Regions from separate parts of the Macaca mulatta genome. Here region 2 is linked to region 1. Evidence: chromatin contacts called from public Hi-C data. All regions are on one chromosome and are shown on one strand. The core of a region is the stretch at or near the end of the contact, and the rest is flanking DNA. Distances in the headings are between cores, read along the strand shown.

Region 1 (6,139 bases), core at 2,932-5,431:
ATCTGCTGCATTTGGGTTCGCATTGCCTGGACGCTGCTCAAAATCTTATTCTGGTGCGTGATGGCTGTGATACCAATTCTTGCCAGGTCCCTGTACATAGGGCGACAAAAGAGGGACAGAAAAAGTCATGGGGGCTGACAGTCTCTTTTCTAGGGCTTCATGCAGACACACATTTGAATCAGCCACAATTAATACAGCACGACAAGGCAGGTGTATTAAAAAGTTTCATTAAGCAATTTAATGCAACAATGTAGCTACTTTATAGAGGCTGTGTAAAATTACACTCAATCAAAACGAGAGGCATTCCAGTTTGTTTTTGCTTTTTTTTTAAATGAGTAGGATGATTATGCAGCTCAAAGCAAAAAAAAAGAAAATACTATTAAATCTAGATTTACCCTTTCGTGTTACATCGTTGAGTACTTACTCCTGGTTCACGTGCACCACAGCCTCTAGTGTGGTATAACCGGCAGCTGTGAAGTTATCCTTATACCGGTCCATTTTAATGGCCTGGAGCCAATCGCCCACTGATACCACAGCAGAGAATTCAGGGGAGCTTGGATCCAACAAGGCAGTGTTAGGTCTAGAAACAGAACAAGAAAATATAAGCAGAATGGAGGTACCAGAGAGACAAGAAGACTGAAATCTGATTGCCTCAAATTAGGCAAGGAGAACCAAAAAGCTAAGAGAAGGTTTTAAATGGAACAACTGTTGTTAAATGTAACCATGCGATATTTTGCTCTTAATTTCACAAAGCTGCTAAACCATATATCAATCATCCTATTTGTTCTTAATTCTATTTCCTGCGCTTGTTTTATGTGGCCCTCTGAGGGCATTCATGCTCATAGCAGGTCTTTTAACACCCAAGCCTGGGGTGAAGACTGGGAGAGCCCTCATGGCTGAAACCTGTTCAGTCTTTGCAGAAAGAGTCCAATCCCTGCCAGCACTGAATATTACAGACTTTCGTTCAGCAACTATGGAAACCCTAGTGAAGTATGAGTAAGGAAAACTGCGAGCTTGCAAGCTGCCAGACTGGATGGAAGCAGAGAAAACAGCAAGAATTCAAGTCCAGCATGCTTCCAGCCAGGTCTGCAGGCAGACTTGGGGCATTCAAACAAACTTGGGACAGCAGGGAGTTAATCCCCTCTTTAATCAACCCATGCCTGACCAGCACGAGTGCCAAGGCTGGCAGAAGAATGGCCACTTTGATCACTGTTTGGATTGCGGAATGTGCTTCTCGTATTCCCTTGCTGGGGTTCCTGAATAATGATTTCAACAAATTCAAAGCACTTCTTATTAACTTATTTATTAGTTTACTCATTTCTTAGGCCAGGTGTTTTCTATTAGGTCACTGTCACAAGCAATTACAGGTAGGAATTCTACCTTTCCTAATGATATTGACACATAAAAAATCATTTACTAATAAAAACTATTAAGAGAATTACAGTTAGCCATCCTCATCATCCAATTGCTTAATAATCAGAGTAGGGCTTCATGGGGGCATTTTATACTACCTTTATTATAATAACCTGTAGAAAAATACTGCTACTTGTTAAGTCATAGTTTTTGAACTTGTTTTCCCTAAAAATTACAGAATGTGTTTGATCTTAACACTTTGACCTGATTTTCAATGTGATACTATATTTAAGTACAAACATTTAAATCAGAATTATATCATTACTACTAAATTTTCAACCAAAAAACCCTTTCCTTGTAAAAACAAAATTAAGTCAATATAATGCTTTAATTTTCTACATAGCAGAATTAATCCAATTCGATTTTTTACATTTTAATTTTCATCTAAATCGACTTGATTTGTATTTTTTATATAAATATTTTAACAAAGACATGTTTTTTATCAATCAGTTTCATGTCCAAATAATACCTTGCCATTGTAACCTTTCTTTTGTGTCCATTATTTCAATATGAATTTGATTTTCTAAGTACAATTCTGTAAATGTTTATAGCAAAAAGAGTCAAAATGTAATTATTCTTTCAATTTTGAGTCAATAACAAATGTTACCACATAGAATTTTGGACATTTAATTGAGTGTCACTATAAAGCAATAATATTTGTTATTAGACAAAAGCCAATAGTTTGCATTTACTTCTGACTTTAAGTCAAAAGCGTTAATGAGGAAGATGTAGGCTCTGAGCAGTGACAAGGTCAAAACGACCTTACAATGAAAATATCTTCACTCAAAGTCAATAATTTTAAGGGTTGTTCTGAAGCTTGTTCTGGAAGCCTTTGTGCTCTTGGTGGCACACCATGACATTAGCCTAATTTTGTGCTGAGTCACATACCATGTTATACTACGTCTCATTATAGGTAAGCCATAATAAGCTTCAAAGCTATTTAAGTACCATCAGCGAAAAGAATTTAGAACTGATAATAGTGTATCTAATACCTCAACTTGTTTTGTACCTTGGGGCAAAGCAGATGCTATGTGGTAAGAGTGGTTGAATGACTTATGCTAACAGAAGAAGTACCAAACACCATAAAACTGGCCTTGAATGGACCCTCAGAAAAAATACATGGGCTCTGGTGCTGAAGATCTAAAAGGTGGAAGAGAAGTCAGCTGGATCTGGAAAGGAGGCCTTATAGTCATCTATTTCACCCTCTTGGAGAACAGAAGAACAAGAAATAGCCTCACAATAGTAGGAGACTTTTTTTATTTTTTAGTTCACATAGTGACCAAGTGGCAGAGGTGAAATGTTAATTCAATCCTTTTCAGTTTTCTCTGAAAAGAGCTAGACCATTGAGGATTTTGTGTAGTGGCTAATGACAGGGATTTGAAAACCTGGAGGAGAATATCGGGTATCTCTACTATCTATTCCACAGTTCTCTCTTTTTTTTTTTTTTTTTTTTTCACGTAATGTGTACTCCTTCTCTTTTAGGATCTTTAGTCTAAGTTTTCAGGAAAAAGATGAGAGGAGAACACCACAGGGCCTGCAAAGATCGGAAGGCCTTAAATACTGTGGGAGAAAATGTCCTATTTTTAACACAGGATCATGATGAAACAGAAGCCTGTGAGGAGCCCAGATTTGGAGATGAGTGAGTGTCTCACCTCTCGCAGGCCTGAGTCACCTGGTCTATTATGCCTGTATTCTAAAATTATTTAACTGATAAAGATGGTCGACACCCTTTCAGAAGAGACTACTGATATGTAGATATCCCGAATCTTATACCAGTAAAGTCCATTCTCCATATAGAAAGTCCTCACTGAACTTGTAGGACTTACAGTATCTTTATGTTCTCTACAGACTGATATGCTTCTTCATTTTGCTCATTCCAAGAAGATAAGTACCTCTTTTAGGTGGTCCAATCATTTTGGTCTTTAAAATCATTCCCAAACATTCATCTGCATGCTTTGTAACTCAATCATTTCCTATCTTGGCCCTGTTTCCTCCTACTCTGAAAGACTCAGAAAAGGGAAACCAGAAGAACTGAAAATTAATGAATCTCTTTCTTACAATTAACACTGTATAAGTCAACTTAAAATTGCTGTGCTTAGAGACCTGTCTTCTAATCTTTATTTCTTACTATTCCAATGTTTCTGCCCCATTTCAAAATATAGCTGATCTGAACATCTTCTAAAAGTACATTTCATCCCTCTTCCTAAATTTCAGGTCTGGCATCCTAAAATAGGCACTTCAGTTATTTCTTTGCTATTATTACTTTTTAAAGCTTTTTCCTTATAACTATTTGATGCCTGACAGGTATTAAGTTATTCAAAATGCTGAACAGAACTACCTTAAATACTGTACTAATTGAGAAAGAAGCCACCCAGTTTGCAGAGAGCCGTGAACTGGCCTCTGATGAAAAGGCAGGAATTTAAGTGAGTCACCACTTGCCTGCCTCCTCTAACGTGTTCTTTCATACATCACTATTAAGTAAGCATGGCTGACCTGGAGCTCTCCGTCCCTGTCCTCTTCAAGCTGTTGGGGTTGCGGATGAGTTTGTCCAACATGTTGACAATCTGCCCAAATTTAGGCCTGTCGCTTCTCTCCTTCTGCCAGCAGTCTAGCATCAGCTGGTGGAGTGCAATGGGGCAGTCCATTGGAGGGGGTAACCGATAGCCTTCCTCAATGGCTTTAATCACCTATGGAAGACAACAGGATCGTACGTTAACCTGCCAGGCAAAGCTGCTATTCAAGGTTCACCCTTCTGACTGGCATGTTTCTTGTGCATGAAGCTGCCAGCAAGCTGGAGCCTGGGAACAGCTCCAACTGCTTCACATGAGCCAAAGCTAGACCTGAGTATCACTGGCAACAGGAGAGGGAAGCCAGCTGTTGCTATGAAATGTACTCTAAAGGGAAGACGCATCAATCACCAATGTTCCCAAGTGGCTAGAGCCCAATCAGATCTGCAATGTGGTGTCAGTTTTGGTGATGGCCCTCAGAGATCACATGGCCCTGCCCCCTGCCTCCAGTCCCCTGCCCCACTCCATTCTGCTCTTCAACATTAGCACACCTAAACACTCTTAGCAAAAGAGACTCTGACATAGTGCTAAAGACCTCCCTTGGGAAGCAATTAATAGCTGTCTCCAAAATGGAATTTTCTTTGCATCCTTTTAAGCCCCCATCCTCTTACATAGACAGCTAGTGGGTCAACACCAGAGTCCAAGTCCAGATGCCCAGCCATTTTTTCTTTTGGATTATTTTACCCCTAGACACCAATTCTGAATTTCTTTCTTAGTCTCAGTTGGCTGTCAGTCGACCCTGTTAAAGGTGTTAGTAAGTAGATTTTTTTTAAAAAAAGTAAAAAACAATTTAAAAAATTCCTTCTTTTGGGGCATTTACATTTTGAAGGAGACCCTCTCACATCTAAGGAAGGAAGCTACAATGGTAGATGATAATTGTCTTATTGGCCAAGACCATCGAAAGTGCCCAGAGCAGTCTACTTGCCTAGTAAGTCATCAATAACTCATTCAACAGTCTCTTTGCTAATTCTAATTTTTCTCATCTGTCTTCACAGGCATTAAATTATTTTCTTATAGACTTTTCCCTAACATCCTCCCCCCACTTTGGGGTATAAATTCCAATAAAGTAATATGGTAGGACATACCAAATTTATAGAGAATTACTTCACAGCTTTTTGGCTACTCATTATCTTTGTTTATGGATATCCTCTGAGATTCTGGAGGTGCTTTTATTTGTTTGGGAGTCTAAACATTTTATTTGCTTTAAATCACTCCATTTATTTTTCTTTCTATCAACATGATAGCTGCCAGGGAGATAACCAGTGGTTGAGCCATCCCAATGACTTCATTGGACTCACCCTGTGGTGGGTCTATTGACTGCTCAGAAATTGGCCTTCGACAGAAAACAGTCTGTTGGGTCCAGTGTCTTTGGATTAGTATGACTGTGGTCTTCTTAATTAGAGCACTGTTTCAGTTTAACAAATCATCTTGTGATTTATTGAGCCCTCTGATCCTTTTTCTCCTATGTATTTTGCCAATATCATGTATCAGTATCACCTACTTTTCTTTGTAAAGCAGACTTCTCTATGCTGTCTTATTGAACCTTATTCTATTTGTTTCTAGCAATTACACTACGTCAGTTTGATCACCTGGGTTTCTTTTATCTTTCCAGGTGCATGATGTTGACTCTAGACTTGATGAGAACATTTTGCACTGAATTGAGGAGAATGAAAGCAGTATTGGGCTGATGCCAGGGGAACATATATTGTTATAACCCCTCAGACTGATTAATGCTCTTTCATAAGCTCCCTATCCACTGCCAGCTTGGAAGATGGCTCATAGGTTAGCAAAGCATATTTTCTCAGTTTACTGCTAAATATTTTGGGGGGCAGAGGATTAAACCAAACAAAAAACTTGCTAAGTTTGACATATTTTCAACAGTTACTTTCACTCCATTTACCATATGCCAAATTAATTCTACACATCAAAGTAATTCTCCAGATACACTTCCTATTGATTCCTGTTCTACATAGAATCCAACACAGAGACAAATAATAGATCAATATTATTTGTGAGCAAGAAATGGCTTCAGATGCCTTTTCATGGAGAAAGCCAGAGAACTGAAAGTTCAAAACAAAAGAACTGTTTTAATGTATATGTATATAGAAACTGCCAAAATTACAGATCTGAACATATTTAGGGTGGAAAAACTGACATCT
Region 2 (6,859 bases), core at 2,735-5,234, 140 kb after region 1:
ACTTCACGGCCATCACAGTAATAGGCATAAATTCTAATTTGGTCCCCGGATCATATTTCCTGTCGGTATTTTAGTTTTAAATAGGCATCTAAGTCTATGCCTCCACCAATCTCCTAATTTTGAAACCCCTTTCTGCCCTTTTGGCTTCTAGTTCTTCCATGACAGAGCTATCCAAAGGGAGTATAGGATTTCTCCAACAAAGCGTAATTCACTTCATAGGCCACAGCGGAAATCTGACCCCCTCACCACAATCAACAAGAATCAAGCCATTAGGACTCTCAGAAAGTTACTAATCACTCCTCTTTTACCCTTTGGATCAGAGAGCAACTCAGGACTTACCCCTCCTTCCAGAGGGCTTGCTATCCACCCAAGTTCTCCCTGAACAGATCTGGAATCCAGTAAGGTAACTGCAAAAAACAAAACAAAACAAAACAAAACAAAAAACAAAAGAAAAATAGATTAATTTCCAATTGCAAAAAGCCAGTAACACAAAAACCATTTGCTTGAGCGTTTCCATATGTGCTGAGGGCACGCATATCCAACACTGATCAAAACGTAAACTTGGGCTCACTTATGTAAATAATCATTACTCATTTGATCTTCTCCCCCTCTTTAAATCTGCAGGTTCTTATTTATTTAACTTACTTAGCATTTAAAATTCCATCCTAGGACTCACTTGATTCATTTTTCTAAAAAGGATGAATAGAGAATCTGAAGTACAATTCAAAAAGATAAATACATCTATGTAGAGCAGTTGCACTCCAGAGCTAAATCTGCATTCATCTCTGTCTGGTATCTACCAGAATTATTTGTTTTTGCAAGTTTCAGATGACCACATAACTCATCAGGGTGACAGAGCCACAAGTGAATTCTCTCTTCTATCAGAGAGTATCCTATCCAAAGGGTCAGGCAAAGGCTCTCCCTAACATTTTCCCCTCCACAACCAAGTAAATAGTCCATGAATATGGTATCCGCTGTTTTTTTAAATATCAAAGTTTCAGAAAGAGGGAATGCCAGACGTGCAGAATCAGAATGCAAATGTACCTCAAGTAGTCTCTCTTTCTCAAGATGTGTTGGGGACAATCAGAGACTCGTCTTCCACCCCTAGGATATCACTGGCTTGAATTTTAGGTATGGAGTGCTGCCTAAGGGCTTTAGTGTGCTTGTGCTACACCTAAGAGTGCGTCAAAGCTTGGGGGGAAGGGAGGACAGCCTACCGAGCTGCGGTCCCCCGCTCAGGCTAGAACAGCGCTAGGTAAGGGGAACATCCAAAAGGACGCAATGAATTCAAAACCTCTCTTTCCCACCGAGATCTGCAGTCCTGGGTGTCGAAAGGCCCACCTCACAGGAAAACACTGGGTTATTAATTTGATCAGCCAGGCTGGCTCCTCAGGCTGGGGGAGGGGTGGGAATGGGAAGCCTTCCTCTGTGCTCATGCGCACCCCAACTCTCAAGCTTACCCCCAGGCCCCTGGATTCTGCCCACTTTCCCTCTCATTACACCTCAAAGTCAATGGAGTTAAAAATCAGTCTCTTTTCCCTAGTTTTCCCGGGGAGTCTGAATTCCTGGGGTCTGTTAATGATTTTAAAATGTAGAGCCTTCCCTGGGTCGCTCCTGCCTGGAGTTCCCACCCCCTTCCCTCCCCCACCCCCACCACCGCAACCCACCCCCTTCCCTCCCCCACCCCCACCACCGCAACCATTCTCTCCTCTCTGTCCCTAGAGAAAGGCCCGCTACATCCATTTGGATTTATGTAAGGTGGATTAGGGACACAAAGGAAACAATAAGACCCAATTTACAAAAAAAGGGAGGGAGTAGAAAGGGAGGGTAAAAGGGAGAAAAGGAAACGTGATGGGAATAGAAAGCAACAAAGTGAATTAATTTTTAAGGGGGAGATGGGGGAGATGGGGGAGGGGAGGGGAACAGACATCCCTCCCTCCCCTTCAACAGGAGCCTAGGGCTCTCAGCGCCTTTTTGTCTTGGGCTCCTAAGTTTTTCTCCTAAAAGAAAAAAAAAGGGGGGGGGGGTTAAAAAAAAGAAAGAAAGCAAACAGTCTCTACATCTGGGGCGAGAGAGGTCTCAGGGGACGTCCTAACAAGTGTGTGAAGTGGCCAGGAGAACGCGGGATCAACGATTCCGCTCAGGAGAATGAATAACCCTAGGGACCGAGGGGCGGCGGCGGCCGAGATGGCACCAGAACCACCAGAAGCCACGTCAGAAGGATAGGGGAGACCCAGAGGGTGAGAGAGCGCCCCTTTCCTCCCAAGCGACGTCTGTGGGCAGGTGTATAAATCTCTCAGAGCCTCCGTCTCTCCGGAGAGCTCCGGGTACCGGCTGAGCTAAGTTGGTTTTTGGCTCCCTCCTTCGGAACAGAGAAAACGATAGAGTGCACAGGGATGGATGGACGGATGTCTGGAGAGATGGTAAGATGAATGGATGGATGGATGGATGGATGGATGGATGGATGGATGGATGGATGAATGGGTGGATGGATGGACGGATGGAGGGACGGATGGACGGACGGACGGACAGATATATAGCTGGATGCATTATGGATGGATGCATGGACAGACGGACGGATGGATGCACAGAGAGATGGATGGATGCAGAAATGGATGGATAGACGGATGGATGGACGTATGGATAGATGGATGCCGGAAAGGAGAAGAATGAGAGACAGATGTAAGACTAGATGCACGCAGGCCGATGTACGAGCATACTCTGGAACACAGCACGAGCATACACTCGAACACACGCGCACACACTCAGGACATTTGCAAACAGACATACAATCCTCCGCGTCCGCTTCCACCCAGGCATTCGCGCACCTACATATACGCAGTTGCACGCGCGCGCGCACACACACAAGCACACACACGCAGACATGCACACACACGCAGACATGCACACACACATACATGCATGCGCGCGCGCGCGCGCGCGCACACACACACACACACACACACCGTTCGCCTCTCCCTGGGTTTCTCAGTATCTAAATGATCACCGCCCCCGCCCCCCCGCCGCCCCATCTCCCGACACAGACACACAGGCACATACAATCCTCCCAGCACGTCCGAACGGATGTACAGAAAACTGAGCACCCAGACGGGTCCCGTCGATCCCGCACGTTAGCTCTAAACAGTGTGCAATTCTGGGGCGAAAAGCTAAAACTCGACTGCGTTCAACTTGCCGGCGGGTTCCCCAAGTCTGCGGGGTGAAGAGCCCGGGCCCCTCAGGCCCGCAATGGCACCCTCGGGGCGCTGGGCTTGGTGAGGAGAAAGGTGTCTGACTCCAGGTGCTAGAAACCAGGTCACTGGCGCCTGACGAGCAGCGCCACGACCGCTGCGCTGCGGAGCAGGCCCCGCAGCCCGGTCCCGAGAAGCGCAGGGCTCGGGAAACTTTGCAGAAACCAGAGCTCGAAAGGCTTTCGCTAGAACCCGGGAGCACCAAGGCTTCACTGTGCTCCAGGCTGCGTTTTCCCCTCGCCCTGGGCTGGCTCCGGAGAGGACGTGGTTCTTGTAATTTTTTTTTTTTTTTTTCAAATCCTGGCGTTGCCTCCCGTGCATCCCCTCGGGGCGCCTCGAGCGGGCCTCGCTGGCGGATGCTGATAAACTTTGGCCTTTCGTTACAAACTTGGACAGACCCACCGCGTGCACGGGTCACGGCCTCGGGGCAAGCTGCCCTGCAGTTCCCCGCTGCCCCTTCGCCAAGCCCCTCGCCCCGGTCCTCTTCTCCCGAATCGGGAGGCACTGCTCACGCCGGGCTCCCCCCGCACCACCTGGCCCTGCGCTCTTGAGGGCCCCTCACCCGCGATGGCCCCGCGCTGTCCCCGACCACAGAAAGGCCGTCCCGCTCTTACCTTCATTCGCGGGGTACACCCTGGAACCGGTGACAGCGTCGCAAATCCCGAAAAGACACGAAAAGAGGGCGAAATAGAAAATCCCAGCCATGGTTCGCCGGTGCCAACGCTGCTCCTGCCGCTTCTATCCCAGTGGAATAAATGCTTAAGTTAGGAGAGCAGCGGGCTGAAGACATTGCCAAGGGGGCGGGCCCGGCCGGTGACGTGAGCCCGCCAGTCCGGGGCCCGCGGCCAATGGCGGCGCAGACGGGACAGCCGAGGCCCCGCCTTCACCGCGTAGGGCCCGCCCCAGGGTTCCGCCCCCTCCGGGCTCCGCGGGGCGCGAGGTCTCCCGGGGCTCGAGGGGGCGAGCACTGCCGGGTCCCCGCCCCCGCCTGCCGGAGGGAGCCAGCGGGATCCCCCACGTCACCTCGAAGGTCGAGCCCCTGGACGGCGGAGGGAGCTTCGAAAAGCTTGGAATTGACCGAGGGGAGCCAGAGAAGAGGTTGGCAACCTTTTCTCCCACCACGGGCAGTTTGAAATGGAGGAAAACGCTCTTTTATTGAAATAAAAGAAGTCTAACTTGACCTGTCCCTCTGCGGTTGCTTCTTTAGGAGGGTCGACTTGTCTGCGTCCAGCGCGCCCAGGCTGAGCTGCACACGCGCGCCTGCCACCGCCACCCTCTGCCGCCTTGCCCTGTTTTGTCTTTATGGCGCTTCCCCCTCTGAAATGCTCTTTGAGGGGAGTTTTGTGGCTCCATGACTTGCTTCTTCCCTGGCTCCCCAGATGCTTGGAGAGCGGGAACCTAGTCGGTCCCCAACTTCCAGCCCGCAGCAGGGCTCCGTCACTGTCTCCAGAGACTGAAGGAATGACTTTCTAGCAGTAAGGAAGTCCCCGCTGGCCCCGTCCCCTGTGCACACGCCGTGGACCTCGCCCAGGGCCCAGGACGCCCCGACAGGGCCTTGGGCTGCAGGAACCAATTGTGGATTTCCCGGGGGCAGCGTCGGGGGGAGTCCCTGGAACCGGGCCTGGGCTGTCCGGGAGCGGTGGGGGTAGAAGCGAAAGGCTTAAGTGTGGGTGCGGGGACCCGCAGCTGCACAGACAAGGCAGACAGGGACTGGGAAGTTGCCCGGAGCGGCTGCTGCAACTCCCCGCTCCAACCTAGCCGGGACAGCCCTCCCTGCCCCGGGAGACGACGGCGAGCAGGAGGACCCGCACAGCCCCTCCCGGCTGCTCCGGTCCCGGGGGCACTGGCACCATCGGGCTGTGGTCTGTCCCCCGATGCCCGAGCCGTGGACTCAGCCACCTAAGAGCGATCCGGCGACGGCAGCGCAGCCGGTGTCCCAGGGACCAGTCCCCAACGCCACTCGGTGCATTTCCTCAGGCGTTGGCAGAAGCACGGATTCCTAGCGATGAGGCCTCCCTTCCTCTTCCCAGGCTGCCCCTCCTCTGACTCCCTCCGGAGCAGGGCCGGGTTTTCCCGGGGAGCCTGGGTCCCGGCGGCCGGGCGGCCGCGGGGAGGTGGAGGCCCCTCTCCAACCCGGGCCGCAGCTCATCGTGAGCCAACCGCGCCACCTGCCGGCCAGATGCGGGAGTGTGCGGCCCCGGAGGAAGGGCGAGCGGACAAAGACCGCAACCCGCAACCCGCAACCCAGCAGAGAGGTGGTACGTGCGGTTGGGCGAGCTTTCCAGCCACCGCCAAGTCTCCTGCACTACTCCTACCGTGGGGCTGCGGGCAGCGCTCAAGAGGTCCCGGAGTCTGTCGTGACTCTCACCTGCTGGATTTCAAAAGATGGTATCGGAAAGCGTTTCAAGGAGAAACTCCTACCAAACCTTCGGGGGTTGCTTGAGTGGCTGCTCTCGGAAAAGCAGATCCTAAATAAAGCGGGAGGGGTGTAGGTCGGCGTGGAGGAGAGGACAGGTCTCGAGTCGCTGCTACGGTTTCAGGTCATTGGGCTCCGCAGCAGATCGTGTTTTCCCCCTTGGCTCGAGAGCTGCGCTGGTTTCTCATGCAAACTCAGAGCCGAGCTAATGACATGAGCAACTTTTACTTTTACATAAGATGAGCGCGCGTGCCGAGGCGCTGGGCGGCGGCTGTGTGAGTTGGTGGCCCAGAGGAACAGCTTGTGCGAGACTCTGGGCATTTCGGTTTCTAGATACAAGATTTGCTTAAATGTCACAGTCCAAAGAAGTGGATTTCAGTTATTGTAGTTACTGACTGCACACAAGTAAAAAGGCAAAAAAAAAAAAAAAAGTACTCGGGGGATATATGTATGTGTGTGTGCGTGCATAAATTATTTAAAACAATTGCACTAAATCCCTTTAAGAAATGCATTCCTAGGTTCTTTCATGTCTTTCTGAGTTTTACAGAAAAAGAAGACGAATATTGGTCCCTGTCATTTGGCACACAGATTCAAAAGAGAAAAGAGCAATCCGAATTCTTTTTGAAACCTTTTTAAACAATAGATGCTGGTTGCCTCTCTGCAGGAGCTTGAGTGTTGCATGTATCTGTGGTTGAAATGGGAAACTGACTGCCTGCATTGTTATCAACAGTAAAATTTCTAAAACATGTACCATTTTTTCCCCCAGGATATGCACATTGATTATTAAACAAAGTCTTTCCAGACACAGCTGCCTTAAAGCAAGGCATCATTTGCTAGAGTACATTCACTGACTTCCCCTTTTTTCTTCCTATGTTTTAGTTCAGGCCCCAAAGCAGCCCGATAATCAGGAGGACCAAGAAGCAGGAAACGCTTACTTGGAAAAACTGAACCATAACTTCCTCTTTAAATCACTTCTGGGCTGCAGATCAGAAATGAGCTGCTGAAAATTCCTCTATCCATTGTGACTACCTAGAGAAAAGGTGTTCTAACCCAGCAGATACGATTCCTTGAAGAGTAAGGCACAATTTTAAAAATGATGGTGGCCTTTGTCCATCATCAATGCAGAAAACCTCCCACATTATAGGAAAACATCCTGGAGTTTTCAAATGTTGGACACTGTTTACAGCACATCAAC

What was found. A called contact is a pair of places that touch in the nucleus more often than the background predicts.
Region 2: a Hi-C map of fetal cortical plate shows a contact between it and region 1, with 1.9 times the contacts expected there. The contact joins the promoter of EPHA4 here to the enhancer-like site in region 1. A contact is called at or near these places in 2 of 14 Hi-C or Micro-C datasets (fetal cortex germinal zone and fetal cortical plate).

Annotation. Positions count from the first base shown.
Region 1 is chr12:126,677,415-126,683,553 of T2T-MMU8v2.0, forward strand. EPHA4 (EPH receptor A4) reads right to left here. Exons shown (of 17, transcript NM_001260870.1): 15 at 3,907-4,100; 16 at 425-580; 17 at 1-90. Among named protein-coding and RNA genes, the nearest start is that of EPHA4, 140 kb to the right of the region's middle. Within about 2 kb of position 4,182, at least 3 of the 40 cell types and tissues checked have an H3K27ac peak or open chromatin away from gene starts, as enhancers often do. A contact at or near this core is called in fetal cortical plate, where this site is marked.
Region 2 is chr12:126,819,775-126,826,633 of T2T-MMU8v2.0, forward strand. It overlaps EPHA4 (EPH receptor A4), which reads right to left and starts at 3,985. Exons shown (of 17, transcript NM_001260870.1): 1 at 3,863-3,985; 2 at 340-407. The coding sequence starts at 3,953.